7 separate regions of the Mus musculus genome follow, and all the other regions are linked to region 7. The links are chromatin contacts, called in public HiChIP or PLAC-seq, Micro-C and promoter capture Hi-C maps. All regions are on one chromosome and are shown on one strand. The core of a region is the stretch at or near the end of the contact, and the rest is flanking DNA. Distances in the headings are between cores, read along the strand shown. Region 1 holds the start of Wdr72 (WD repeat domain 72). Region 2 holds the start of Unc13c (unc-13 homolog C). Region 3 overlaps Wdr72 (WD repeat domain 72). Region 4 holds the start of 4933433G15Rik (RIKEN cDNA 4933433G15 gene). Region 5 has its middle 180 kb from the start of Gm33459. Region 6 has its middle 200 kb from the start of Gm33459. Region 7 holds the start of Onecut1 (one cut domain, family member 1).

The links. Promoter capture Hi-C pulls out the DNA fragments that hold promoters and counts their contacts. Hi-C and Micro-C count contacts between places; a contact is called where the count stands out from the background. HiChIP or PLAC-seq counts read pairs in DNA pulled down with a chosen protein or histone mark.
Region 1: an H3K4me3 HiChIP or PLAC-seq map of forebrain shows a contact between it and region 7, with 7 times the contacts expected there. The contact joins the promoter of Wdr72 here to the promoter of Onecut1 in region 7. A contact is called at or near these places in 19 of 39 promoter capture datasets (the 3T3-L1 cell line, 3T3-L1-derived adipocytes, the C10 cell line and 11 more), 2 of 15 datasets of contacts at CTCF or cohesin (large pre-B cells and stem cell-derived epiblast-like cells), 2 of 484 Hi-C or Micro-C datasets (the CH12 cell line and pancreatic cancer cells), 14 of 115 datasets of contacts at active chromatin or transcription factors (craniofacial prominence, differentiating embryonic stem cells, embryonic basal ganglia and 10 more) and 2 of 9 other capture datasets (adipose tissue and embryonic stem cells).
Region 2: an H3K4me3 HiChIP or PLAC-seq map of embryonic stem cells shows a contact between it and region 7, with 7 read pairs. The contact joins the promoter of Unc13c here to the promoter of Onecut1 in region 7. A contact is called at or near these places in 1 of 39 promoter capture datasets (hippocampal neurons) and 4 of 115 datasets of contacts at active chromatin or transcription factors (acute myeloid leukemia, embryonic forebrain, embryonic stem cells and 1 more).
Region 3: an H3K4me3 HiChIP or PLAC-seq map of neural tube shows a contact between it and region 7, with 8 times the contacts expected there. The contact joins the enhancer-like site here to the promoter of Onecut1 in region 7. A contact is called at or near these places in 11 of 39 promoter capture datasets (the C10 cell line, cranial neural crest, embryonic stem cells and 7 more), 1 of 15 datasets of contacts at CTCF or cohesin (large pre-B cells), 10 of 115 datasets of contacts at active chromatin or transcription factors (craniofacial prominence, embryonic basal ganglia, embryonic forebrain and 7 more) and 2 of 9 other capture datasets (embryonic stem cells and pancreatic islet).
Region 4: a Micro-C map of embryonic stem cells shows a contact between it and region 7, with 3 times the contacts expected there. The contact joins the promoter of 4933433G15Rik here to the promoter of Onecut1 in region 7. A contact is called at or near these places in 1 of 39 promoter capture datasets (pre-B cells), 1 of 484 Hi-C or Micro-C datasets (embryonic stem cells) and 1 of 115 datasets of contacts at active chromatin or transcription factors (microglia).
Region 5: a promoter capture Hi-C map of liver shows a contact between it and region 7. The contact joins the enhancer-like site here to the promoter of Onecut1 in region 7. A contact is called at or near these places in 5 of 39 promoter capture datasets (cranial neural crest, embryonic stem cells, liver and 1 more), 5 of 484 Hi-C or Micro-C datasets (embryonic stem cells, liver and nephron progenitors), 16 of 115 datasets of contacts at active chromatin or transcription factors (astrocytes, differentiating embryonic stem cells, embryonic basal ganglia and 10 more) and 1 of 9 other capture datasets (embryonic stem cells).
Region 6: a contact with region 7 is called in a promoter capture Hi-C map of liver. The contact joins the enhancer-like site here to the promoter of Onecut1 in region 7. A contact is called at or near these places in 15 of 39 promoter capture datasets (the 3T3-L1 cell line, 3T3-L1-derived adipocytes, the HPC-7 cell line and 9 more), 10 of 484 Hi-C or Micro-C datasets (the AML12 cell line, liver and nephron progenitors), 19 of 115 datasets of contacts at active chromatin or transcription factors (astrocytes, differentiating embryonic stem cells, embryonic basal ganglia and 11 more) and 2 of 9 other capture datasets (embryonic stem cells and liver).

The regions. Positions count from the first base shown.
Region 1 is chr9:74,108,427-74,112,223 of GRCm38.p6, reverse strand. It overlaps Wdr72 (WD repeat domain 72), which reads right to left and starts at 1,890. Exons shown (of 20, transcript NM_001033500.3): 1 at 1,525-1,890. It overlaps Gm33407 (a long non-coding RNA gene), which reads left to right and starts at 1,940. Exons shown (of 4, transcript XR_379627.2): 1 at 1,940-2,091; 2 at 3,238-3,541.
Region 2 is chr9:73,967,487-73,971,092 of GRCm38.p6, reverse strand. Unc13c (unc-13 homolog C) reads left to right here and starts at 2,056. Exons shown (of 33, transcript NM_001081153.2): 1 at 2,056-2,599.
Region 3 is chr9:74,185,599-74,189,263 of GRCm38.p6, reverse strand. All of the region lies in intron 14 of Wdr72 (WD repeat domain 72), which reads right to left. Among named protein-coding and RNA genes, the nearest start is that of Wdr72, 77 kb to the right of the region's middle. Within about 2 kb of position 2,308, at least 21 of the 459 cell types and tissues checked have an H3K27ac peak or open chromatin away from gene starts, as enhancers often do. A contact at or near this core is called in embryonic basal ganglia, embryonic limb bud, neural tube and 1 more, where this site is marked.
Region 4 is chr9:75,408,736-75,412,474 of GRCm38.p6, reverse strand. It overlaps 4933433G15Rik (RIKEN cDNA 4933433G15 gene), which reads right to left and starts at 2,291. Exons shown (of 4, transcript NR_040719.1): 1 at 1,709-2,291; 2 at 611-767. Mapk6 (mitogen-activated protein kinase 6) reads left to right here and starts at 2,459. Exons shown (of 6, transcript NM_015806.5): 1 at 2,459-2,612.
Region 5 is chr9:74,347,020-74,351,112 of GRCm38.p6, reverse strand. No RefSeq gene overlaps it. Among named protein-coding and RNA genes, the nearest start is that of Gm33459, 180 kb to the left of the region's middle. Within about 2 kb of position 2,067, at least 8 of the 459 cell types and tissues checked have an H3K27ac peak or open chromatin away from gene starts, as enhancers often do. A contact at or near this core is called in embryonic stem cells and liver, where this site is marked.
Region 6 is chr9:74,322,558-74,326,317 of GRCm38.p6, reverse strand. No RefSeq gene overlaps it. Among named protein-coding and RNA genes, the nearest start is that of Gm33459, 200 kb to the left of the region's middle. Within about 2 kb of position 1,352, at least 11 of the 459 cell types and tissues checked have an H3K27ac peak or open chromatin away from gene starts, as enhancers often do. A contact at or near this core is called in extraembryonic endoderm stem cells, hepatocytes, liver and 1 more, where this site is marked.
Region 7 is chr9:74,859,569-74,863,242 of GRCm38.p6, reverse strand. It overlaps Onecut1 (one cut domain, family member 1), which reads right to left and starts at 1,322. Exons shown (of 2, transcript NM_008262.3): 1 at 1-1,322. The coding sequence starts at 946. It overlaps Gm33562 (a long non-coding RNA gene), which reads left to right and starts at 107. Exons shown (of 4, transcript XR_870924.1): 1 at 107-181.

The DNA.
Region 1 (3,797 bases), core at 641-3,140, 750 kb after region 7:
AGCAGTCGGGTGCTCTTACCCACTGAGCCATCTCACCAGCCCCCAGATATCTTAAAAACGGGTTTAAAAAAAAAAAAACTACATTAAAAAGTGATTCAGAGAAGTCTCACCTACAATGAGCTGGCAGAGCAGTTACAGAGGCTACCACTATGAGTGATTATAAATATTATTATTATTAACAGAAATAACAGGCAAATTGTGAAGCTGTTGGGATATCTGAGAGCAGCAGCCTAAAAACCCTGGAATGGTCCACAACAATACTTTCAAGGTACTGCCAAATATCTCAGGATTTAACCATACTCCTTCTCCATGAGACTGAGAGAGCATGCACATGAGATCCCCAGATTTCTTATGTCCCCTCTTGGTTAAAGACAGTGAAAGTTCCTTTGCATATGGTAAAGTCTGGCCACTGACATTATCTTGAGAAAGAAGTTCCAATGTACAAATATCTATCCCCTTAAAGAAGTGGTGATATTGGACTCAACACAGAAGATTGACTTCTGTGGTTTTGAAAATCAATCCTCCTTTTAGAGTGTCACAGGAAGGACTACCCTTCTCTTTTAGTGTATTCTTGAATATACTTTTGAGGGACTTAGTACTGAACTAAGTAAGGAACTAAAGGAAACAAAGGAACAGGTGATGGAGAGAGAGAGAAGAGGAGGAGGAAGAGGAGGAGGAGGAGGAAAAGGAGGAGGATGGACTGCAAGTAAGCATAGCACTTGTTAGAAAAAGAGCTTACTTTTCCAGAATTCTTGAGATTCCTAGAAAGTAGGAGGAGGGGCTCACTGGCCCCCACCCCCTTGCAGTGGAGCTAACAACAGCTGATGACTTCAAGTCCAGGACAAGGTAGTAGGGGTGTGGCCCTACTAGATGGACCATGCTTCAGTGGAGGGCTCTAACACATGTTATGTGGGCAGCACAATCGGACTCCATGGATTATTTAAAAACAAAACAAAACAAAACAAACAAAAAATAAAAACCAACTTGATGTTGGGAAGGAGGAGTGCCATGGTGAAGTGGATTTAGGTGGGATTAAGGGACAGAGTGGAAGTGACTATGAATGATCCAAATACATTGTTTGCATATATAAAATTTCCAAAGAATTAATAAAAATATTGTATAGGGAAAATACACTTAAAGGTGGGGGTGGGGTGAGGAGGGGGGAGTTGGGAAGATAGAGAAAGCGAAAACCCTCTATGTGCACAGGGACAGAGGCAGACAGAAAAGGGAGACGACAGATTCTGAGTATGTGCATTAGCTGAAAAAGTATTCTCCCAAATTGGCCTAGTGTTCAACAGCTGACCTTGAACTCCTGAGACAGACGACCTCCAGGAGGAAGAAGAAAGAGTGTAAGGCAGAGCTGGGCTCTACCATTGTTAACTGTACACAAACGGGCTGGAAGGAAAGATTCCTGCTGGACTGGAAACACTGCCCTAGAGGGAGTCTTGCTAGCAAGTCACCTTACCCAGTTTTCTTAGAACAGGCATCCCCCTGCCCTTTCAGCCTCTCCCCGTCCAAACTTACAAGAGTCTGGTCTTGGTTAAGCAGGTCTTCTTGGCTGTCTCGGCTACAGGTGGGAGCAGGGGCTTTCCTCAGCTCTGTGTTGGGAGCAGCCTTCAGCTGTCACAGCCAGTAAGAGCTCACCTCCACCGGGTTCTTCCTACTGCTGCGGAGGGAGCTAGTTGAAAAGTCCGAGAAACTCTCTTCACGGGAAAAAAAAAAGAACTCTCCCAAAGCACCCGGGAGCAGTTTCCCAGCAGAACCCAAAGTGGGGACACTACATGCAGCTGTCCGCAGCCCACTCCCACGGATGTTCAGACTCCCAGAGAGGGAGGAGCTGGGCGCCTTCCCGGAGCTGAACCAAGCCCACAGGTGACAGGGCCGGGCTCAGAGGCCTCAGGTCGGATCCGCCCCCACCGGCCTCTGTCTGCCCCGCCCAGGCCGGCGCTGACCCAGCTGGCTCTGGTCTGCCTGCTTCCCACCGCCCTCCTATAGTGGACTTGCCTGCCGCTGACCAGGGCCGATCTTTCCAGGGACACTGCACCCAGCAAAGGGCCAAGGTGCCAGGAGCACTAAGAACTTTAATGAGGGGTGAGAGATTCCCCGTGAGTCTGGAGAGCTGGGTTGCACTGTTGAGACTGCTAAGAGGGCTAAGAAAAAACTCAGGCAGTAAAATGCTAACCCTCACAAGAATGGGGTCCTGAAGCCAGTAAAAATGTCTGGCTTGGAGGCCTGTGCACTTATAATACCAGTTCTAGGGAGAGGCAGACAGGCTAATCCCCGAGGCCAGCAACCTGGCTAAAGCCCTGTGCTCCAGGCTGTGAGAGACCTTGTTCAGGGGGAGGGAAGGGGCGGGGGGGGGGGGAGGAGAGGATGGTCAAGTATTTTAATTGACAGGGTAGATTGGAAAAATGGATTGGAAAAATGGCCCTCTGCCATTCTTGGGTCACCCAGTTCTTTTATCCTTCAAACCATGAGGTCTCTGGATTAGGAGAACCCCTGCAAATAGGTGGACAGAGATTTTTAGCCCCCAACACCCCTATAATATCCGGCTTCTCAAGTGCTCAGGACATGGGATCCTGCCCAGGATGACCGAGTCCTAGGTTATAGATCTAGGAAAGACCTTCCTGTTCCCATCTCTGCTCTTGCTATCTTTATGTCTTAGTGGTGCCGATTCTCGTCCAGTTACAGCCTCACTTCCATCATGAGTTCTGACCCCTAAGTATGCATCAAAGTTAGGAAGTCCAAATGTGCCTGGTCTCTGAGACTCCCTTCAATGTCCTGGGCAGAGGCTTGAGTTTTCACAGGGGCCTGAGTGTGGAACAACTCAAGACTTAGTTGCTTATTAAGAGATCAGCCATAGTAACCTGGGATTTTATAAGCCAGCCTGCTGTTCTGGGTCTTACCCTATTAGGTCCAGTGTCAATCCATGATGCTTTCAAAACCAACAAGGAATAGGATCTGGGGAGAAGCTTTGGGGTTGAAGAAAGTATTGTAAAAATGTAACATCATGGGAACTTTACCCCAGGATACATTTTTAAAATGTTGACAAATAGGGTCTCTCTCCATCATAGAAACACGGAGGGGCTATGCTGCCAAGAATAACTCCTTTGCCCTTGGTCTATTTGAGAGACCCTATAGATCTCACCTGGAAGGGTTCAGTCCCTCTGCTAACCATGGGACTGGAGTTTGTGTTTTCCCAGAAAGACCAGATAAGCTTATTTGCGTTCCTGGCAGATCCATCAAGCCCAGCACTGCGGAAGGTACTGATGAAGCCGATGGAGCTGCCGAGGACAACCTTGCAGAAGCTCTTGCTGAGTGAGTCACACGAGGAAGAGGAGAGGTAACTACCAGTCATAAAACAGCGCCCTCCTGACAGCCTACTGATGGACAGGAAGAAGCCCACAGTGACAAAGCCAGTGGCAAGGTCATCCCCAGCCAACCACTCTGGTGACCTGGGGGAACCTCAAGGTCTTGTAAACCAGACACAGAGAATGTCTCCAGAAGGACGTGAAATAGAGCCCTATACCTGTTCCTGCTGGTAAGTGCTATCATAGCTGCTGATTCTTAGGAGCCTGCCCAGCCACTCTTGTGGGAATAGGACATTCCCTGTCCCTCAAAATGTCAAGGCTCAACCAAGTTGTGCACCAAGTTGCTCCTCTGCGAAGTCCTTAGCCTTGAAATAAAAACAGAAGGGGGAAACAGTGAGGGATGTGGAGTAGGATGGAGAGCAAGGCGGCACAGGCTCCTGGGACTCCTCAAAGAGTCCTGATCTGCCGTACTTGGCACTAGATCTA
Region 2 (3,606 bases), core at 807-3,306, 890 kb after region 7:
TCAAGCTTGGATGAGTAGACATTAAAAAGTCAGGTTTTGCCCTGTCATGCACTGTTAGAGCTCACCAGTTTTCCCTTGTTGCTCTCAAGCGCTTACAGCCGAGGGCAGCAGAGCTTTGTCCTGTGGCCTCTCTGGTGAGTTCCGATGGCGGAGAATACAATGCCCCAGTGTTTGCCCCTTATGCGGTTCATTAGACCTTGAGCAGCTGCTTGTGTCCATTAACAGGCTCTTAAGCAGCAGGTTGGGGAAGCTGTGCCGCTATGAAGCTAACCGTGAGGCTGAGGAGCTAGGAATAGAGAGGGCCACCTGCCAAGATCTGGCATAAATACTGTGTCAAATTGGGGAATATTTGTTTTCAAATCACATAATGTTATTGACTGGTTGTTATAGTTGGTAGGAAGAATACGTATGATGTGTATCTGTGTGTATGTTTACGTGTGTTTGTGTATGTGTGGCTGTGAGTGGGTGTCTGTATCTGTTCGTATGTCAGAGGACAACCTTGGGGGTCATTCCTCAGATGATTTCTGCATTTTGTTTGAGGTAGGGTTTCTCAGTGGTCTGGAACTCCACCAAGTAGATTAGGCCCACTGGCCAGTGAGCTCCAGGTATTCTTCTGTCTCTCCACCTTCTAGCTTGTCATTGATGGGATTAGAAGACTAAACCACCTGTGCAGGCCTTCTGCATGGACTCTAGGCATCTGTGTTCAGGGCCTTAAACTTGCACAGCAACCAACCGTTTTACTGACTGCCATGTCCTCAGCCCTGGAATGGGCCTTTTTATACAAGTTGTATCCAAAACTGTTTAAATGGGCTTCACTGGGTGTGTTCACTGCTGCTGCTGCATCTCACATGTTGATGGGAGTGTCATCTCTAAAATTGACATTCCTATTCCTATCCTTACATGGGCTGAAATAATGGCTTATAAGTCAGATGCACACTTTGTGCATCTGATTCTATCTTAGCCACTAGTTGATAGGATTTCCTGATTGGGAAAATACCATTCAATTATCGCTCGTGTGTGTGTGTGTGTGTGTGTGTGTGTGTGTGTGTGTGCGCGCGCGTGCACCATCCATTCTTGGTATAAAGATGCCAGGGGTGTAAACTTGTATCCCCGTGCTTATATGGTCAATGCTTTATATATATATGGGGAGGGGCTGAACCATATCTCCAGCCCCCATCCTCTCATTTTCTACAAAGCAAAGGAAATAAAATAAGTAAGCCAGAACACCAGATGCAGCTTAAAGCCTACAAATTATTCCCAGACTTGAGCTTCTTTAAGGCTCTATTTTAAGATGCAGTACGTTTTATATTTGTTTCAACAGGAGGGTTAGAGGATTAAAAAATGCTTAATTGATGGAAAGTAGGAGTGGTTACTCCCCCCACCTCCTCTACTCAGCTAAGCTAAAAGGAAAAGCAAGCCCCATTCAATTCTCAGCCAGATCTGGAAGACATTATTGCAGGAGAAAGAAAATCCTTTGAGCATTCATGTTTCTCTATTGCCTACTTTGATAAGTGTATGTGTGTCTAATCCTAATTATTGAGGGATCAACCTTCATATTTACAACTGCTTACAAAAAAAACCCAACAACAACAACCCAACAATAACAACAAAAAACAACCCTGCTGGGAGAGAAGGCCAAGGTATTGCCTCCCTCTTTAAAAAAAAAGGGTTCTGTTAAGGGTATCTTGCCAGACTAGACAGTGGACTTTGTGTGATTCCAAACACAGTCAATAGCATGTGAAATAATAATTATTATTAAATACCATGATTAATTTAATAATTATCTGTTTTACTAATGCAAGTAGCAAAATTGGCCCTATGGTGGTCACCTATGATCCCCACGGCCCCCGCCCCCACCCCTATATCCCCACCTCCCCTACCCAGGGATGAAGGCAACACCTGGCATCCACATCCATTCATTTCCCCAGCAGGAAGCCGTGACCCTGCTAGTGAGGTGTGCTTAAGTCGTGATGACCACACCTGGCAGCAGAGCATCTCTTAGGGATCCGGGCTGAGGAGCCTTCTCTTAGAGTGGCTCTATGCAGCTGGCGCAGCAGAGGGAGCCTGGACTCCAAGGGAGGAGGCTAGGAGCTCAGGTCTCTGCTGCAATCGGAGGATCCCGGGCTGCAGCCGCTGTGTGAAGTTCCCAGCACACACTCCTCGGCTGCTGCTCTGCACTGTCAATTGTGGGTGAGCCAGGACAACAACAAGGAGAGGGATCCCATTTTGCCTTCTTAGAGAAAGGGCTGAGAAATGAGCCGCCCAAGGAATCTGGCAAGGAGAGGAGTGAAAGGCAGATTCCTGCCAGCAGCTAAGTTGTAAAATTGCTTTGGAGGCTACCCAGGGAGCGCGATAGAATTGATAAGAGCAGCGCGCAAGCCGGGTTCCTGAGCAAAGGCATGCCCGGCTGCACTTGAGTCTGGGCGGGCGCAGGAACGCTGCCTGCGCCTCCTGCAACTATCTGTGGCTGGAATAAAGGAAAAGAGCCTAGGAACACAATTGCAAGGGGGATTCCTGGACGGAAAATACATCTACCCTCAAAGGAGGGGAACAACAACCCAGCTGGCCTGTGTGCGTTTTTAGAAGGAGAATCCCTCAGGTATGTTTTCTTTACCTCGCTGAGCTGCTTCATCTGCATGAATCTTAGCCTCTGTCTGTTTCCCACCCCAATGGTTCTTTCTCTCCGCACTTTTGAATCACAGTGCGGTTCTATCCATATAGGGGATACCCCTGTAAAAGCTTGCTTTTCTAGGCTCATAATCAATTATGATTTATTGGAAATCATGGTTTTGAATGCAGCATGATAACTGTTTGCTTAGTTTGCAGTCAACTTTCAGGGGAATTACTGCATAGGAGCAAACAAGGTTGGGCTAAGAGTCGGGGGTTCTCTTCAGTCCCTTAAGGTTTGGGAATGGGTGAAAATGAAAGTCAAAGAGATTTAAAAGTTGGGCGCTTCTAGGAAAGGGTTAAAAGCCAAGCCTGGTGTTGGTGTCACCTAAAGGTGTGCAGCTGAGCCTCAGGTCTGGGGTCAGCTGAGCTTTGGGATGGTTCTGCCTATCCAGAGCTGGACCAGTCCCTTGGGTGATGATCATAAAGATTTACTATTAAGAAGTGAGGTTGCTTGGCTCTGTTTTACAACTGTTCCATGACACAGAAGGAGGCAGTCTTTAAAAAAAAAAAATCCCAACCAAGACCCAGCTACATGAGTAGAACGAACTTCTGCAATTACGTCATCAGCATACTTGTATAATAAAGAGAAAGACCCAGCAAGAGTCATACCTGGGTGAAGTGACAAAGCCGAATTTCATCTTTCCCGTGAGGGCTTTAGAGAACAACATGAAAGAGGTGGGTGGAGAATGTGCAGAACTGTGAGTTTTTAAAAAGCTTCCGTGCTTTGGAGTTCATAAATGAAATGTCCCTAAGGAAAGAATTTTGCCATTTTTGACTCGTCGATACTTTCTTGTGTATATAAAATAGTTTCTAGATCTTCTGCATGTCTATGTGACAGGGTTTTTTTTTTTTTCTAAAGCTTTAGGACATTGACTTTTAATTCCTGTTCTACTTTTTAAAATGATATATTAGCTGCTATAGATTAGAACTAATAGG
Region 3 (3,665 bases), core at 1,059-3,558, 670 kb after region 7:
CAGAAACAAGTTGCTCATATAGTACAAATCTGACCTTCTTGGAGAGATATTTACTTTAGCAAGATATAGGCTTTCTCAGTGAGATTCAATAGCAAGGAAGGACCAAAACTTTGTTTTAAGAAAATAAATTTAGAACTGAAAAGAAGAAGGAAAGAAGTGAAGAAAAGAGTGAAGAAAATATTCCTAAGCTGTCATGGATAGGTCAGACAGCATGACCATGATCATAGCATAGCATAGGTCTAAAGACCTATTGAAGTATTCACAACAATAAAGGCACATTTTAAAAACATACATAGTAAGTCATGTTGATGATCTTTCTTAATTAAGCTAAACATAAAATGGAATGCCTGATTCACTTAATTCTTGTCGAAGTTTCTGTGCTGGATTGATTCCTCTGCCACCCACCCCATACCCTAACCACCCTTCCCATGCACAAATAAGTTAGCTGATAAGTATAGAAAGATTTTAGTTCCAGAATATCTTAAAGATCCAAGAGCTTCACATCCCAATAGGACTGGTGGGACACTGAAGGGAAGGGTCATGACGTAGACTCAGGCTGCAGGGAGCACTAGGAGGTAGTATAAACATTTATTCATTGAAAACTCTTCCTTGAGAATTAACAAAAGAGATAACATTCGAAGAAATCAAGGCTGAGCAAAGGCCTTCTCTGGGAGAAATCAGGGCTACCTATCAGCAATTATAAAAACAATAACGTTGACCTTGAGTCAGCCTTAAAGGTCTTTGTTCACAATTGGACTATCAGCTTTATGAATTTTCAGTTGCTATTGCAGCCAAAGACGCAGTAAAGGCAGAGTTGACCAGAGAGTAATAAGACAACAGCTGTTCCTGCCGACCGGGATGAAAAAGCATTTGAGAAAGGACACATCACACTGGCATTTTCTATGTTAAAAATGACAGCTCTTCCACATTCCACTCAACACACCTTAGATGAAGACTTACGACATCTCAGGGAAATACCAATAAAAATCCAAAATCACATACAGTCAAAGCAAGAAATAATTTAAACAAATTGTATCTGCAATCCTGGGAGATCAATAGTCAGTAAAGGTTTTTATAACTTGAAATGTTTTATGGTTCAAGATTTTACCCTAAGACTTTTTTTTCCTCATCTCGAGGATGCAATTTTACTTTCTCTGCTGTATGTTAAACATAATGTCTAGTAATAAGAGAGATGCCTGTTCAGAGAGGAAATAATAGACAGATCCAATCAAAGAGGGAGAGAGGGAAAGGGGTCCTCATGTGGAGTTATTGAAATTAAGAGATTCAATAGCTATTACTGCCCGTCAGGTATCATAGCAACCTTGTATGCTTTTAAAAAAATAGTGCTGGAAAAGTCTCCAAACCTGCAAGGCTACTTTGGGAGCATAACACTGTCAACATCTGTTGGTGTTGCCATGGGCACAGCACAAAAGATTCTGCCATCCATATGTATGTACACACACACACACACACACACACACACACACACACACACACAGAAGAAGAGAAGAAATGTAGAAGACACATTGACAAGAAAGCATCAAGAAGTCGTTGGTCTGGCTCTATAACACCGCCCACACTTCTGTCTTTTTTTTAAACAGTAATTCTTTTCTTCAGAGTACAGAGATTCCAGATTCAACTGCCCTGTAGTTGTGACTCAACAGGACGCAGGGTGTGGAAACCATATCCTAAAACTCTACTTTGGTACCGTCCATGGCAAGTCTTAACTGGAATCTCAAAGTGGACTGCGTTTAAAACAATACTTAAGCTTCCACGTCTCCACCCTCGTTGGCAGTTGATAGGTCCACAGGAAAGAAAAGAACAGGTTCCTAGGAGCAAGAAGCTGATATTGATTTTTCTTTTTTCAGCAGCGAGTCTCCGTTCTGTGTGGCTGCTGTCAAAGGCAATCTCTAACAGCTGGAGTCAAATTGTACTATTTAGAGAAAGAGCCCTTGTCAAGTGGACCGTAAGTCCCCCAACAATACGCTATTCAAATGGCACTTTGCCACACAAATTGCTGACTGGATGAATAACCTGTGGCAGTCACTGAGGCCAGTATCAAAGTTCCATTTTGATGAGAGGTTTTACGTTCACACATTAAACAAGCTTTCTTTGAAGAACTATGAGGCCGTATATCTTGGGGCCTCGGAATGCTGGAAATAATTAAAATCTGTTTAAATACATCAAGGGAACGTGACAACATTAATATGGATCGGGTGTTAACTACATTTGTCACAGGGGTAGAAGCAGTGCCCATCAGTGGCTGGCACCCCCCTCCCCGGCACGTGCAGCACAAAGCTGGGCTCTCGCCAGCCGTGCACCATGAAATAGGCGCTTTTTCCTTTTGTAACCCTGATTTACATGGCTGACGAATGTTTAGATTTGAGCCAGGCTTTGAAGTCCTCTGAGGAAAATCAGGGTGGCTCCTGTGCAGGAGGCCGGCAGCTGGAGTCACTTCACCATGCTTATTCCTTCTGTGGGGACCAGACCTCCTGAGGTAGGTTCTGAAACAAAGCTGTGACAGCCTCTAATAGTTTTTCTTGTGTCTGAGGTAACTTTCTGAATGAAAAAAAAATAAATGGAAAGTCTAAATTCATGCCACTAAATGTGAGATAAGATGTTTTTACACAAAGCAGTTAATTTTTTTTTAAGCTTTATCAATTAAGGAAGCTTTTATTCACCTTGCAAAACCTTCTGAGGAATGGTTAGCTGTCAAAAATATTCATTGTTTCATATATGATTCAAAAAGCAAATTATCATGCCATACCATTACTCCTACAGGTTTTTCTATACTGCCTGACACAGGGAGATGCTACCAGCCAGTCACTGTGTTCTCAGGAGAGATTGAGTAAAGTGAAATATTTAAAACAAAAAACAGAACACCAAACTTAGAGAATTGAATGGTTTCAATGTTTAATAACAACTCTATTTTCTTACAAATTTATACAATGTTTCCCATGATACTTATACTTTGATCAACTATCAAAAGGGATGCCATCCAAATTACCTTCTAAAGAGGTAAAAAGGAACAATCTACATGGGAAATTTATATGTTTTATTTTTAGTTTTGAATATATATATATGTATGTGTGTGTGTGTGTGTATATATATATATATGCCGCGTAGCTGTAGTGCCTGAGAATGCTATAAGAGTGCCCAGGATGCTATGCAGTTACAGGCATTTGTGAGCTGTCTGACATGGGTGCTAGAAACTAAACTCAGGTCTTCTACAAGAGCAGCAAATATGGTCAACTACTAAGCAATCTCTCCAGCCCTCTATTTTTATATAATGCAATTATTTTCAAATAAATACTACTTGCTCTCTTCTAATGCAACGTAATTTTGATAACGGAATATTTAAATAAAAATGGAGTTTGATTTAATACTGCTAATAATACTAATAGTATTAATACTAATAATAATAGTGATACTATCTCAATGAGATTTAATTTATTTTACATGTGAATCTACAGGTGAGATTTTTCAAGTACCATTATTTTGTTCTCTTTGGTTATTTTATGTTTCAGTTATTTTGTGTTTTGGTTATTTCATGTATCATGAAACATAAAGCAACAAAAAACCATAAAGTAATTTTTTTGCGTTGGATATTTGGCTCCGTGGATAATAGCACACACTGATCTTTCAGAAGTCCCCAGTATCCACAT
Region 4 (3,739 bases), core at 1,042-3,541, 550 kb before region 7:
TCTTTTCCCAAGCCCTGGTTTTATCATTCTTAGTACTACATAGAATAATGGCCTGGTTTGTATCTGGTGGCATTTTGATTTGCTATAATGTAGGACAAAGCTGCAAGCTTCCCTGTTGCCCTTCCTGTTTATAGGGGATGGTCTCTTATTCAGGTTGTTTTTCTGGGTAATGAAATTTGTTGGTCATGACCCACACAAATGATTGGCCTACTCATTAAATAATTGTCATATACAGCTTCAAAAACGACTTGGAGAAGCTGGGTGTGGAGCATTGGGGAGACTGAGGCAGGATGAGCGTGAACTTGAGGCCAGTTGGGGCTGCACAGACAGACGTCTTTCAAAACAACCCCCTTCCAAATAAACCAAATGTTAGGGGAAGTGGCCTCCACTCATGTTTATGCTCATACAATAGGATTAAAAATCTAGCCTAGCTGTATTACCATGAACAAAATTCAGCTGTGCATACAAACATGACCTTTTTCTTCCTAAAAATTCCTTGGCAATTTCATACACGTATATAATGAAATGTGGTCATTCGCACTCCCTGCTGCTGTCTCTCATTTTTTGCTTGATTGCTTGCCTGCTTTGGAACCCCAAGGGCTGACCTCACCTCAAGATTCTCCTGTCTCAGCCTGCAGAATGCTGGGATGACAAGCGTTCACTACCACACTTGGTTTATACGCATGACCGACTTCAAGAAATTCTCATCCAGGAAGATGAATTTGCAAATACCTTATCGCGCTTTCAGGCAGGGACTTCCTCAAAGCCTATTTTTGGAAAGAACACATAAGTGACTAAACTCATCAGGGTAAACTCGCCTTCCACCCCCCCTCCCCCCACCCCCCGCCCCCAGCAAGATTCTGGGCTTATCCAACATTAAATTCTCCTAGACTTCTTTCAAAACTCTTCCCTTTCCCATCCTAAACTGTCACACCACTCAGTCCCAGTCAAGACCCCTTGATGAAAGGCCTATCATAAACCAAATCTCCAAAATTTTGTACCTAGCTCACCCTGACCTCTCTTTTAAGATTCCACAAACACTTAACATCGTGGACTCCTTTGACTCCTATAAAGCAATATGGCTGGCTTTAATGGAAGTCAGCAGAGATGCATTATAAACTTTCTGAGAGAAAGCATACGGCTTGCTATTTATGCTCACCACCACCACCACCCCGGGGGGTCCAGCCATTAGAGGAAGATGGAGGTCCCAGAGTCCATCAGGAGGAACTAGAGGGAGGACAGAGTGGGTCGGTGGAGCAGAACTTCACAGTGCCGGCTGCACTCAACAGCTGTAAATCTCGCTTTCTGTAGGCATTACTGCTCTTCTCCTGGTATTCAGATGGTATTGCTTTAAATATAATAGAGCTGGGCTCAGCTGCCTAAGCCTATAATCCAAGCTCTGGGGAAGCTAAGGCAGGGAGATTAGGTGTGCTAGGGCAGGCTGAGTTATAGAGAGATGCTGTCTCACAAAGCATATATTTTAATGTATCTCTGTATTAGGAAACATTGAAGCTCCTCTCAAGCTCTTAACTTCAAGTGACTGTGTCATCTCTGAAAGGGGTTTGCTGCTTACAGTGGATCATGGACTGCAGTGGCCATATTTTCTTTAGGATGGTCAATTACCACTGATAGAAAGGGCTAACCGAACCTCTCATTTTTCTTTTTTGTGAGGCGGGGTCTCAGTAGTCTGGGCTGGCTTTGAACTCACTATGCAGCCAAGGATTAACTGTATCTTCTAATCCTTCTGGTCTCCAAGACAGGGATCACAGGGGTACAACAACAAGCTCTCCCAGCCTTTTGAGACAGGGTCTATTATATAGCATAGGCTGTCCTGGCACTACATAGACTAGTTAACTCATGTGCCACTACTCCCAGGCAAACCCTGTGCTTTTTATATCTAAGTTCCTAAATACTTAAATTTCATCTAAGCACTGGAAGGGCAGCTATCTACCTTTCTCAGCACGCCTATGTCAAACTCTGGCTGGTCTCAGCGATCTCAACAAGCCAGCCACCCTGCTGACTGAGCTTTTGCTCAGTTTTCCCAGGACCCCTCACTCATTCACCTCCCTGGTTACCGCGGATGCTTCTAGAAGCAGCCAACGGACCCCGGGGACCGATCCCAGGGGCCTTCCCAACACCACCCTGAGCTTATCTGCTCAACAATCTGGCCTAGCATATTCGCCTTCGCCCACTTCCTCCCGACAGCACGGGACCCAGCAGCCGTTCAGACGCTCGCCCTGTCGGGTCACTTGGTACGACACTCTGGGCGGTGGTTCAGCTGAGGCCGGGGTGTACCCGCCAGCAGGCCGCGTGCAGCTCCGACCGCCCCCGCGGCGCGCGCAGTCACGGGCGTTGGAAATTCCGGCGCGTGCGGCTCCCCGGCTGGCGGGGGCGGGGCCGCCGTGGAGTGAGCCTGTGACGTGAGGGGGCGTGCCTCTGCGAGGCCCCGCCTTCTCTCCGCGCCCTCTCTGGCGGGTCGGGGTTACATGGCGGCGACTGCGGCAAAGCGAGAGCCTCGGAAACGCCGCTGCCGCCAGCACAGCCGGAGACCTGAGCCGACCTTGAGGGCTGTCCGCGGGCCCTGCACTCTGTCGATGAGTCGGAGAAGTCCCGTGAGTGTGTATGTGTGTGTGGCCGGGTGCGGGCCGGCGCGGGAGGGAGCGGCAGAGGGCCCGGCGGCGGCGCCGGCTCCCGCGTCCATTGTGTGTGACCCTCCGGGCGGCCGCCGCTCAACAAAGACGCTTTTGTTCCGTGTGCCCGCTCAGCCCGGGCGGCGCGGCCGGCTGCGAGGGCCAGGTCCCCGCGTGGGGCTGGCGGCGCGGCCGGCGCGCCCCTCCCACCCGGCACGCCCCTCGCCGGGCAGCCGGCCGCAGGCATAGCTGGCGGGCCCCCGCCGCCTGCACCGGGCTGCGCTTCGCGGGTTCGAGTCCCCGCCGCCCGCGCCCGGTTCCGCGGGTTCGAGTCCCCGCCAACGCGCAGGCGAGGGCGGTGGTCCAGGAGCGCTTGAGGCGGTGGAGGCTTGCCTTCCTGGCTCGCTGCCTCCCTCAAGCTCTCCTGTCTCCTCCCCTCCCCAGCCTGCCCGGGTGACTCGGCCTCAGCTGACTCCGGCCGGGCAAAGTCTCCGGCACGTTGCGTAGCGCTCTGCTCCTGCCCCTAAGTCCGCCCAAGTTTGTGCCTGGCGGTCCACGAGGTGCCGGGGACCGGCCTGAGACAGGGCTCCTGACACCTTTCCGGACGTTAAGGTGTGATCCGGAAAAACACCCTGATGAAAACGTACGTTACCGGTTACAGGCCTCCTCACTTGGAGCTTGTTATGATCGGACTTGGGAGTTGTGAGGAGTGGAGGGCTTTCGGCCGCCTTTTGTTCCTGCCTGGCTTTGGCTCTCCGGCTCAGGTGCCTTGGGGAAGCTGCGTGCAGCAAGCTCCTTTAGATCGCTTTCGTGTTTTACCTTTCTTTGACTTGAAAGTAGGAAAGATGGAGCGCAGGGACTTGGTAAAGGGGAGTTAGGTCTCTTTACAGTATCTAAACAGTTCGTGTTCGTTGCTAAGAGTCCGGAGGCAGTATTAACTTTTTATGGATACAGATAGATGATTGTCAGAGGGGGAAATAAAAACGTTCTCAGGCCATCAAACGAAGAGCAGCTAGCTTCAGAATAAATTGTTGATTATTCTAGCGTTTTTATTTTGGTAAAATTCTGGGTTTTGACGTTCTGTCTCTTTAACGTTGGAGAACTGCGTT
Region 5 (4,093 bases), core at 818-3,317, 510 kb after region 7:
TCTTGAAAGGGTTTCTCTGTTTTAACAGCCCTGTCTGTCCTGCAACTTACTTTGTAGACCAGGCTTATCTTAAACTCATAGAGACTGCCTGTCTCTGCCTCCTGAGTACTGAGATTAATAATAAATAAATAAATTTAACCATAACAATGCTGCAAAAATAATACAAAAGAATGAAACTGTCATGATTCCATTTGCCTATTTACCAAGGGGCAAGATTAATACATGGTAAAAGTAGTTAGCCTAATGATATGTTGGGTGGATTTTAGCCCAAGTTGTGCAAAAGCAAGGATTCTGGGGTTCTGGTAAATCTCTGTCCTATCTGCCTGGAGGCTATGGTTGTGTTCCCAGCATGGAAATTTGTTACATAGTACACTTATGTTTCCAACCCTTTCCTGTCTGTGTGGGTTTATTAGCTAAAATGTGTTACAAGGCTTGCAGGTCTAGAGTTGCTCACAGAAGGTAGTACAGAACAACATTTTTTACTGAGTGCATATCAAGTGCCCAGCTCTAATGAAAGGCATGTGGCTACATCATCTCATTGAATGTTCATCATGACATTACTAAGAAGCTATTATAATCTATATTAGTAACTCATAGAGGCAGGTCACAGAATTCAGACTTTTGAATGACAAAACACATTCAACTCTGCAGGGAGCTGTCTGCTTTAGTAGATCCTGTTGTGCTAAGTCTATAGATCTAATTTCTTGCCTTTCATCTTTTAGCTCTCTTTTTCTAGATCAACATGGATTTGTTTGCAGATTTATGTTTCTGCCCATTGCTTTCACTCCTACCCCCTTTCTCAGAAACTCTCCAGAATATGCCAGTAAGACATTAGCATAGAAACAATACAGTGGTCTAGAGACCCTCCCACCCCCACCCCACCCCACCCCACCCCACCCCACCCCACCCCACCCCACCCCACTTCTTTTGTAAGTAGGTAATGCTGAACCTACCCCAGTGGAACAGAGCTCATGCAGCCAGTCTGAATCTGTTCTGAGAGAGGGTAGCTTGCTGCTCTTACTTGATGCAAGCCTATCAACTTCTAAACTATCCTTGCTGTCAGCCACCAAAACACAGCGGCTGGCTTTCACAGAAGAGCCCCCACGTCTCTGCGTTCCTATTCCCCCACATGAGATTTTCTGGGATACTTTCTTTTGAGGATGGCTTCCCTGGATTTGCCACAGGGCTCCTGGCAGAACAACCTGCCATTAGTGATGCTTCCTTCAGGTTAAACATTTTAGACTAATCAATAATTAAATGGCAGATAAATGGCAGGAGGATCATGTCTAATATAAATGAGAGCAGCTGGAGAGGCAGGGAAGGGCACTTTGGGTATCATTCGGCAAACCTTGAGACATGCTTCTTTCGCTCCTGTTCACTTGGGGTGAAGTCACCAGAGTGAAAGAGAACCTTTGGGTGTCTAGAACATCAGGGTGTCAGTTTCCCAACACCTTCATACTCGGGCTTCATTTTGAGGTGTCAGGAGCACTATTTTTCTGGTTTCCGATCACCCAGGAGGAAACTTTTGATTCTCAGGAGACATTCTTCTTCCTCAAACACAGGTCAGACCAGCCACCTCTGAGCACGGCCTCACTAGCTCTGAGGAATTTTGTATCTGCTGTCTTGCACATGATTTCATAAGGAATTCTTTTCTCCTTATTCCTTCTGACCCAGCTACCCCACTTCGATGGATAATATCTCATTTTGGAGAACAAAAACAAAACAACAAAACAAAACAAAACAAAACAAAAAATAGGTTACATCCAAAAGAGCTGACCGTCATGTGTTTCCTGACTCTCTGAGGTACAACTGACAAATGAGTCACCCAGGCCTTCCCTGTCCCAAGTGGGGGTCTGCTGGCCAAGGAATCTTTGGCCATCCCACCTGCCTGGCATCTAGGACCATGATGAATTGTCTCCAAGTCCAGTCTCAGATTGTTTTTTAACATTTAATTTAGTTTCTTCCTGTGCTTGGATGAACATGGCCATGTTATGGATTTCTGTTCTAATGTACACCAGCAGGCTGGAAGAACAGGCCTCAGCAAGCTGTGGAAATTAGAGAGACTGAATCAATAGGCAAGGTCATGACCCCTGGCTCGGATTCAGTACAGTGTCCTGAAATTCTCTCCCCTGAACACCCTCCTGCTGCTTCTAATGTGAGCCTGTGTGTAATCCCAGGGAGGGATTCATGTCAACAAGCCTGTGCCCACCCCTCATGTCTCCGAGAGGACACTCCTCATCACAGACACTAAAAAGAAAAAAAAATTGTGTAAACAACAAAGTTGGAATATATAAACATCTAGGTTTTTGCTTCATGTGCAGTTTGTTAACTCCATCTGCTGAAAGACCCTTTTGGAGGAGGATAGATAGATGAGGACAAAGAGACAGATGACCTGCCAATCCTGGGGCACACCTCTAAGAAATGATTCCGGTCATCCACAAGCTTCAAACAAAGAGATGGAGTCTCTTGAGCCTGCGCCCTGAAATTTTCATGAGGCACAGAACGGCCAAAACCAACCAGATTTAAACTGTGAGAAATATCTCTGGCTCAGTGGAGAGGCTAGGAAGGAAATGTTTAAAATGTATTCTTGAAAAGTTAGCAGGTTCCTTTAACCCTTTTCAGTGTTCAGAGCCTATATTCCCAAACATAAAGTGAGATTCCCAACCAACCCATTTCCCATGGAGATTTGGAAGTGGATTCTGATCAGTTATAATTTTCCTGAGTAGGAATAACGAATGCATCAAAACCTCGGGTCTACAAAGGCAAGCCCACCACTGGTGATTTATTATATTTACTAATCACAGGTTCCAAAGTGAGCTGGCATCAAAATGATCAATTTAGAGAGGAAAAAAAAATCAGAAAGATCTATCTTTTAGGGAAAAGGTCTAGAGTGTGCAAAAGAAATCAATAACAAGAACATAGGGGATCAAGGGGGGTTGGGATAGGAGGGAAAATGCAACCCTGGAATGTGGTTGCTGCTTCTGTTTATCAGCGGAGGCCACACAGCCTAGAGAAGTCGACTTTGTTTTCTTTGGAGGGTAATTCAGTGTGTGATAAAGCATAGACCTATCTAAACCCCCTACTCCAGAACAGGAGTGTGAGGACGCTCTCCACCCCAGTGGGGATGCTCAGACCTCCTGTTTCATCTTTGACAAGCCACTTAGCCAGTCTCTTACCTTTCAATTATTTCACGAATTTCCAGTGCAATGTCATATACTAAGTTTCCACCCATTACATTTCCATGATGAGCCTGTTGAAAACATTGCTTTGTGTTTACAAATGTAGGTCTTGGTTGGCAAAGGTTGAGATCTGCAAGAATTCTGGACAATTTGGATGTTTGCTCAATTTGGGAGACATCTGCAATGAAGAGTAAATCTTGTGCTTTTCCACAACTTTATTTGGGCATGAAAATGCACAAGCAGTTCTCCCATGTTCTTTGTGGGTATCACAAGGATTGTGTCTGCTTTTATCCTATGGTAGTTGTCTTGGTGAAAGGTTCCTAGACAAACAGTGAACTGGTGAGAAAGTGTTTCCAAAGAATGAAAAAGCCAAACAAGAGCTTCTCCTTTTATCAGGGTGGACACAGGGCATGCAGCAGAGGCATAAACTCAGTGTCTGGACACAGTGATCTGTTGCAATGAGTTATTTGGTTGCATATAACAAATTAGCAGCATAAAATCTAGAACAAGATTCTAACTTCAGGAGTGTTTCCTTTGAGCTGAATATTATCTTGACCTCTGAGTTACAGGTGAATCACCCAAGATCCAGGGTTCTACAGTTAATGAATGCACTGGATTTCTGCCCTTGACACAGGCTACATCATATGATAATGTTCCACCACATTCAGGATTCCATTTACTAGTTCATGCCTGTCTCACACGCAAACTTCTGCCCCAGTTCAAAGCTTGATCTATTCCTAATGGAGGAGTCCATCCACTCATGTATATAAGAATGTTTGTCTGTTCCGGTGATTTAGAGTTACCTGTAAATTACTCTTTGAAATTAGTAGCTCAAAACAATAGTATTATACTTGTATATGGATCTTGGGTATGGGCAAAGTGTTGAGTAGACAATTCCTCTCTGCTGTATATGG
Region 6 (3,760 bases), core at 103-2,602, 540 kb after region 7:
TATCCACTGTAATCATTTTGGCAAGCTTGAAACTAAAGGGCCCCTGGTAAAAGAAGTCATCTGGCCTGGCTTTATACTTTGAGCTGCTTCTGCTGTTTGGAATGGCCATTTTGCCATCTGCTGTTTACCCAATACTGATGAGGTGACTCAGTGTTTTTCTTTCGCTACTACCTGACCTGGTCCTTGTGAAATATCTCCTGATTTCAGACTGCATCTCCCCAGATTGTGAAGCCCAGTGGCTGCTGAAGCAGTCATGTTTCAACTCCTTCAGCACACAGTGTCACAAAACTATTAAATAGGGAGAGATAGAAGGGACTTGGGATGGTCATATATGGGGACTATCAGGAATTCTTCATTACCTGGTCTGTTAAATGCTTCCGTATTATTGATTTGCCTCTCACACATCTGGCTCCTAGGGCAGAAACATGATGTGATCTCTGCCTGCTCTGCCTGCTGCAGGCACAGGACAGTAGCAAGAACAGCTTTCCAGTTCCTCAAAAATACTACAGGACATACTAAGAGATTACCTCAAGTAAAAATCAAGGCGTTGTTTTGCTCCTAAAAGCTTTTAAAGTCATGAGAAAGAAAACACGTCTTTCTTTTCTTAAAAAAAAAAAAATAGAACCAATAGCTTCAGGAAACAGATGCATTGTATGTGTGGCTAATCCTTAGGACATGTATACATGAAATTTGAAAATAAAAATTTTGTCAAATATCTATGCTGACATCTCTAAGCATCATAGCTGGCTATAGATCCTTGAACTTTCACTGATGGGACACTCTTGCTGCAAGCAGTACAGAGATAGAAAAGAACACCACGCAGATTTTCCAGTCTGCCTTGTGGTTCTTATAGTTGCTGCTTCTTATGATAATTGACATCTTATGTGTTGATAGCATGCAATATTTTTTAATCTTTATATTAACCAACTACAGGTATAGTGTGCAGATTTTTAAAATATTCTCCTATCAAATTTTAACTTATTTGATTTTTTTTCTATTTTTTTTTCAGACAGAGTTTTATGTAGCCCAGGTTGGTTTCTAACTCCTTATACAGCTGAAGATAGCTTTGAACTCTGGATCCTCTGCCCTCACCACCCAAATGCTGACATTACAGATAGGCACCACCATATCTGGTTTACGATCATGTTGCTGGGAACAGAACTCTGAGCTGACTGTGTGTGAGGCAAACCCTTTACTAATTGACTCACATCCATGGGCCAATTATTTGATGCTTTATCCAATGAACTAAATTTGTTTGATGCAAACAAAGGCTTGGAATGAAGCTCTCTCAGGCTTGTGCAAGAATGGCTGATTCTTTCTAATTCTATGGTGCCTTTGTACCCGGCTGTGCTGAGCTTGGAGGGTTTACCTCAGAATGTGACCTCGCTCACTGGGAAATGCAGTTCTTCATGAAGAACCAGGTACTCGCTTCCCAGCAACGCAGCCTAAGTAAATGCCCAACTCAGACGGTCAACATCACTGTCACAAAAAAAAAAAAAAAAAAAAAAGCTTCCCTGTGTCACATCACCACACATTTGTCATTAGGGAACTGCACACTCGGGCATGTCATAAATATTTGGTCTACGTAGACCCAGCTTGACCTTCTTGCGAGACAGCAAGAAAAAAAAAATCTTATCTTCGTCCTTGGAAAATGTACAATTAAATGAAGGGAAAGTTTGAATGTGGCCTCTGAGAGACTTTGTTTCCCTGAAAACAAAATCATTTTGTTCTAGTCAATCAATAACCCTACATGGTAAATGTGAATCGCAGGCTCAGAACAAGGTTATCGGCCATAACATTTCTTAGCACTTTCATAATGTTATCAGGAATTAGAAGGTAACACTTATCAAATATTTACAAGCTGTGTGGGACACAGCACAGGGTAAATACACGTATCTGATAATATCCAAGCTGCATTTTAACACAGTTGCAAAAAAAATCTCAGAAATGTTTGCTTTGCAATGATGTATTCTTCACTCTGTAAAAATTTAACCATGGCGATGCTCTAGTGACAGGTGGAATGGGTCACAGGACAGCAAAGGTATCTCAGGTGAAAGGTCAGGACCAGCATAGAAAGACATACCCCAGACTGCACAGTTTTGCCCATGCCAATTGAGAAGGATACTAATATTAGCATATATTGGAAATGTGAAGCAAATACCAACTGTATATGGAAGGCATATAGTAACACAACACCACACACACACACACACACACACACACACACACACAGAGAGAGAGAGAGAGAGAGAGAGAGAGAGAGAAAGAGAGAGAGAGAGACTAAATAGCTCAACTTCTGTGAGCAACTCCTTTGTGTAGCCACTGGTGACATTTATTCAATTCCATGGGACAGAAACTTATTTATTTTTCTCCCTTCACAGATTGGACAGTTTGCTTCTGTAGAGGGTTCACTCACAATCAAGAGCCTTCATGATCTCCTCCCTCATAGTAGATCTTCTATTAGACAGGGCAAAAGGAAGGGAAGGGAAGGGAAGGGAAGGGAAGGGAAGGGAAGGGAAGGGGAGGGGGGGGAGAGAGAGAGAGAGAGAGAGAGAGAGAGAGAGAGAGAGAGAGAGAGAGAAGGATGGAGAAGATTAGAGAAGATTAGCCAGAAAAATAGGAACCCCACAGCCCCAGTGCCCCAACCCCTATCTTGATACCTTGATCTGCTAAACTTAAATGTTCTGAAGGCATCCTGCATGCTGATGTCCTCTCTCTCTCTCTCTCTCTCTCTCTCTCTCTCTCTCTCTCTCTCTCTCTCTAAGTATGGAGGACAGAACTGGGAAGAATTTGAATGGGTGTAGCTGAATAGTAAGACATGGCTATCGTGGTCTGACAGGTTGAGTACAATGAAATATAAATTTCCAAAATAAAACAATTACTTAAAAATAAATTATGTTGGTAGGGTATACAAATACACACACACACACACACACACACTAGAGTGTTTACACTGTTGATTTCTTAGTCCTTTAATCTGAGAATTGTTTGGTTCAACTGCAGAGATGTACCACAGCTAAAAATTTAAGTTTGCAAGAATCATTAGGAATAACGACAGAAAGTCTTAAAGAACTCTAGCAAACATTTTCTTCTAAAATTATAATTTGTGAAGTTCTTTTCAAGTATGAGAAAAGAAATTTAAAGCTAAAAGAAAACCAGAATCTATCTATCTATCTATCTACTATCTATTACTTATCTAATATAAATTTAGCATTCGAACATGTCTTTAATACTGCAGGTCATGATGGGTAATTATTTTTATTTATATATGTATGAGAAAATAATAAAATATAGAACACCATAAGCTTTAAAACCAGGCTGTAAAATACAAACCATTTGCCATTTATCACACTGCAGAGTTAATGGCAATTTGCCCTGTATAAATACGAGTGAGAACACAGAGAGTCTTATAACTAATTGACTTCCTGCCCCAGGCACTCAAACATCTTTCTGCAACTCTGGATCTGTCCCTCCAGGATACCACTGCCAAAATGATCAACACAAGGAGCCCAAATAACAATTTATTCTGCCCAAAGGACATTGTGCCCCAAGTCTCCTGGCCAGATGAATTGGCACAATTACATCCTTCTCTCTTGCTTTGCCCCCTCAAGATATCCAAGGTATCAGGGCTTTACATGTGTGATGATTCAGGGCAGAAAATCTGCTAAGAGAGAAGACAGGACTGGGAGCATCTGCTCCGAGTCTCAGGGACAAACTGATGGAGCACAACACAACAGCCCACCCCCCACTACCTCAAGAC
Region 7 (3,674 bases), core at 73-2,572:
CGAAGATGGCCTGTGGGATGCTGTAACGTTTGAGCTCGGTGGTGATACGCTGCGCCACCTCTTTGGTATTGATCTCTTCCATCTGCCCTGAATTACTTCCATTGCTGACCTGCGCGCCGGTCACCGAAGGGTTGGGCTCTCGGGCTGTGCCCAGGAGCTGTCCGTGGCCCTGGGCATTCAGGTGGGCATGAGGATGGTGCGGAGGAAGGCCGTTGATGGGTACCATGCCGGCCGAGGTGGGCGTGAGGTGCTGCTCCCCGTGGCGACCGAGCATGGCAGGGTGGTGGGCTTCAAAGCCATTTGGGGTGAGCATCTTGTCGGTGGGCATAGCCGCGCCGGGATGAGCATAGTGGGGAAGTCCTTGCTGGGAGTTGTGAATGCTGCCCAGACCGGAGCCAGAGAGGGGCGAGAGGCTCTGGCCCATGCCAGCCACGTCCTTGTGGTAGGGGGTATAGAGGTTATTCATAGAGGCCAGCCCGCGCTCATCCCGCATAAGTGTGAAACTACCGCTCACGTTGCCCGCCAGGCGCTGGTGGTGGTGTGGGTGGTGGTGGTGATGGTGGTGGTGATGATGGTGAGGGAACTTGTCGGACACGGTGGAGATGGGCGGCAGCGGCTGCAGAGGGGTTAAGGTAGTGTAGGTGGTGGGCATGCTCATACCTGGGGGAGTTTCACAGGCCATGGTCATGGTGGGGTGCAGGGGGCCAGCCAAGCTGTGCTCAGGGGCGCGGTGGTGGTGGTGGTAATCGCTGCCTCCGCTGCCGCCGTCCAGCAGGGACGCCATGCCCATGGAACGCGGGTGCGCGGGAGGCAGGTGGCTGCCGCGGTGTCCCACGGAGCTGCGCGCGTGAGGGCTGCCGCCCAGCAGGTCAGCAGGGGCGGGCACCGGCTCATGGCTCACCCCGTGCAGCTCGCCGATCGCCTCCATGGTCAGCTGTGCGTTCATCGTGATGCGGGCGAGCGGGCTGCAACATCGATGTGGCCGGGCAGAGGCGGCGAGGGGCGCAAGGAGTCCAGTCTTCACATCGGCTGCCTGCGACTGTGGCCTTTCTTCCTCTCACTGTGGGGATCTGTGTCTCTCGCTCTCTCTGTGTGTGTCTTGCCTTCTCTCTTGCTCCCACCTTCCCCTCTGTCTTTTTTTTTTCTTTTAATATTAATTTCCAAAAAGGACCCGTGCTGTTGGGAGAGCGCGGTACCCCTAGCCCACCCAGCCCGGCCCCCTCTCGCCCCTCTTCTTAGAATCCTGCTGCCCCAGGCTCCCTTGACGCGGCCCGTGCGCCTGCCGCGGCTGCTGCCTGCCTGTGCCGCCCGCCAGCTCGAGCCATGGCTCGGTTACTGTTGCAGACTGTGGCTGCGATTCCGTAGCCGCCGCCGCTGCCGCTGCCCGCCCTCACGCCCGCCGGGCGTAGCGCGCATGCGCGCTTCCAGGCCCCGCCCCCTCGGTCCCAGCGCTCCGTGACGTCCCAGCACAAATGAACCGAGGGGGTGGGGTGGGGGTGGGGGGGACAGAGCTTTCTCAGCGGCGCCGAATGGCCCGGGATCAGTGAGCACGTGCACGGGACGCGCGCAGAGTGCGACCTGGAGCCGCCTCCACAGTCCTCGGAGACTTGCTACCTCCTGGTCTTCCTCACTACCTCCCTCTCTCTTTCCATCCGGACTTTCTTGCCTGGTTTCTGTCACCGTGAGCCAGCTAGGTTTGAGAACCAGAGCCCCTGAGTCTGAGTTGCTAGTTCCCGGTACAGGTTACCGGCGGGGAGTAGAAACTATGTCATGGCCCAAAGCCCACTCGCCCATTGGGCTTTATTCCCTAGAGGATCGCTGGAGACCAACTCATTCACTGTCCTTAAATAGTTGTCCTACGGGGACTTGGGACGTGTATATACCCTGAAGGCCTAGGTCGGGACGCTGTATCCCGAACTGCCATCCATGATCCTCTCAAGTACTCCTCGAACTACCTTTCTCCATCTGAGCCCGGGGCCGAGGAGCACTCAGGAATCTGTGCTCAGTGAGGAGCACTCAGATCGAGGCCACCCCTCACTGTCCCAGACCTCAAAGAAGGTCTGTCACTTTGCTCCCAATTAAGATAGCTCTCCCACTTTGGATAACTCTGCTTGGGGGATACTGAGGGAGACAGGAGAGAGGGCCTGGTTAGCATGGAAGGGGGCGGGGGGGGGGGGACGGAGCTGGTTTTTTAGTTACTCCACAGCCTTTCTAGAAAAGAACCTAGAGGCTTGGAAGAAGTACCCCACGCAGGCAGAGTGCACGCGGCTGAGCCGAGCGGCTTGGACCGCAGGGACGCTTTCCTTTTCCTGGCGTCCCTGCAAGAAGCCTCCAGATTTGAAAATCAATTCAGCTTTGGGCATAATTGTGCCCCTGTCACAGTCACGCTCCAATCCGGAATTGAACCCGGGCCTTCAGCCTGGTGGGGACGCGTGGGGAGGCCCCCAGTGTGGGACACACACCCGGCCGCCACATGCCGCGGCTTTCTTTTATTTACAAAAGAAAGAAAGAAAAAAGTCCGTAACAAAAGGCAGAGCCTTGTCTGCTTAGGTGCTTTTATCCCTTGGAGAAAGGACAGATGTGCCCATTGTCAGGCCCTTGGCAGTTACGGCCGGGTCAGCGCCGAGTCTCAGCCTGGGGCTAGCGGTGCTCACAATAAAGATAGCCTCAGAGCGGGCTTTCAGGGCTCAGCTACTGAACAAAGTGTCTGAGGCCTGCTCTGTGCCAAACACAGAACCCACCGCCTGTGTTTCCTTGTAACGGTTTTCAGAGAGCCTAGGATTGAGTCGTGGTGGTGGGGTCTATAAGAAAATTTTGGTGTGGTCAACCCAGGGTGTGGTAACCTGAAATCTCATCAGTTAAGGTACAAACAGGCTCATCTCTTAACCCAAGTGCCTGCCTCTAACAGCACAAGGCCCACAGTCAAGGTCAGTGGGTACAGAAACACTTCCTAGAAGACTAACTCTGCTGGGTCTCAACATTAGAACAGGATCCATCCTACCCAAATAATTCCTGTGGACCCTACTTCAAGCCAGCTTGGTCATGATCATTTAGGAATCTGAACCCCCCAGGAAAAGGTCATGGGGGGATACATTGGCAAAACCAAAATAATACTAATTTAATTTATTTATCATTGCTTCAGATACACTCAAGTACAAAATATTTTCTAGAAACCAAATCTACCTTCCTTCTTTTCTTTTCTTTCTTGAACTCCTTTCCAGTAGTATAGAGTGCTTGCATCTCTTGTAAGACCAAAGGATGGGTTGAAATAATCTCAGCTCAACTGTTCCTTCCACCATATTTTAATCCCATTGAAATGATTGATCTGCCCTTATGGCCATCTCTTCTTGAACGACTGTTCCTTAAAAAGAAAGAAAGAAAGAAAGAAAGAAAGAAAGAAAGAAAGAAAGAAAGAAAGAATTAGTTCACACATCATCGGGTATTAGTTCACACATCATCGTTCATGGTGCTACCATCCTCCAGTTAATTAGAGACTTGATCTTGGAAGTCCTTCTTCACGGTGACTCTTAGCTGAGCCCCCAGAGAGGTGGGATCAAGGAGCTCAAGTCTTTACCAAAAGGGACTCGGTCCAAAGGGACCTTGTCAAAAGGGTGTCTTCTTTCAGCTTTGGTTCCCAAAGGAGAAAAGAAGTTGAGGAAAAGATCTTTAGGCCT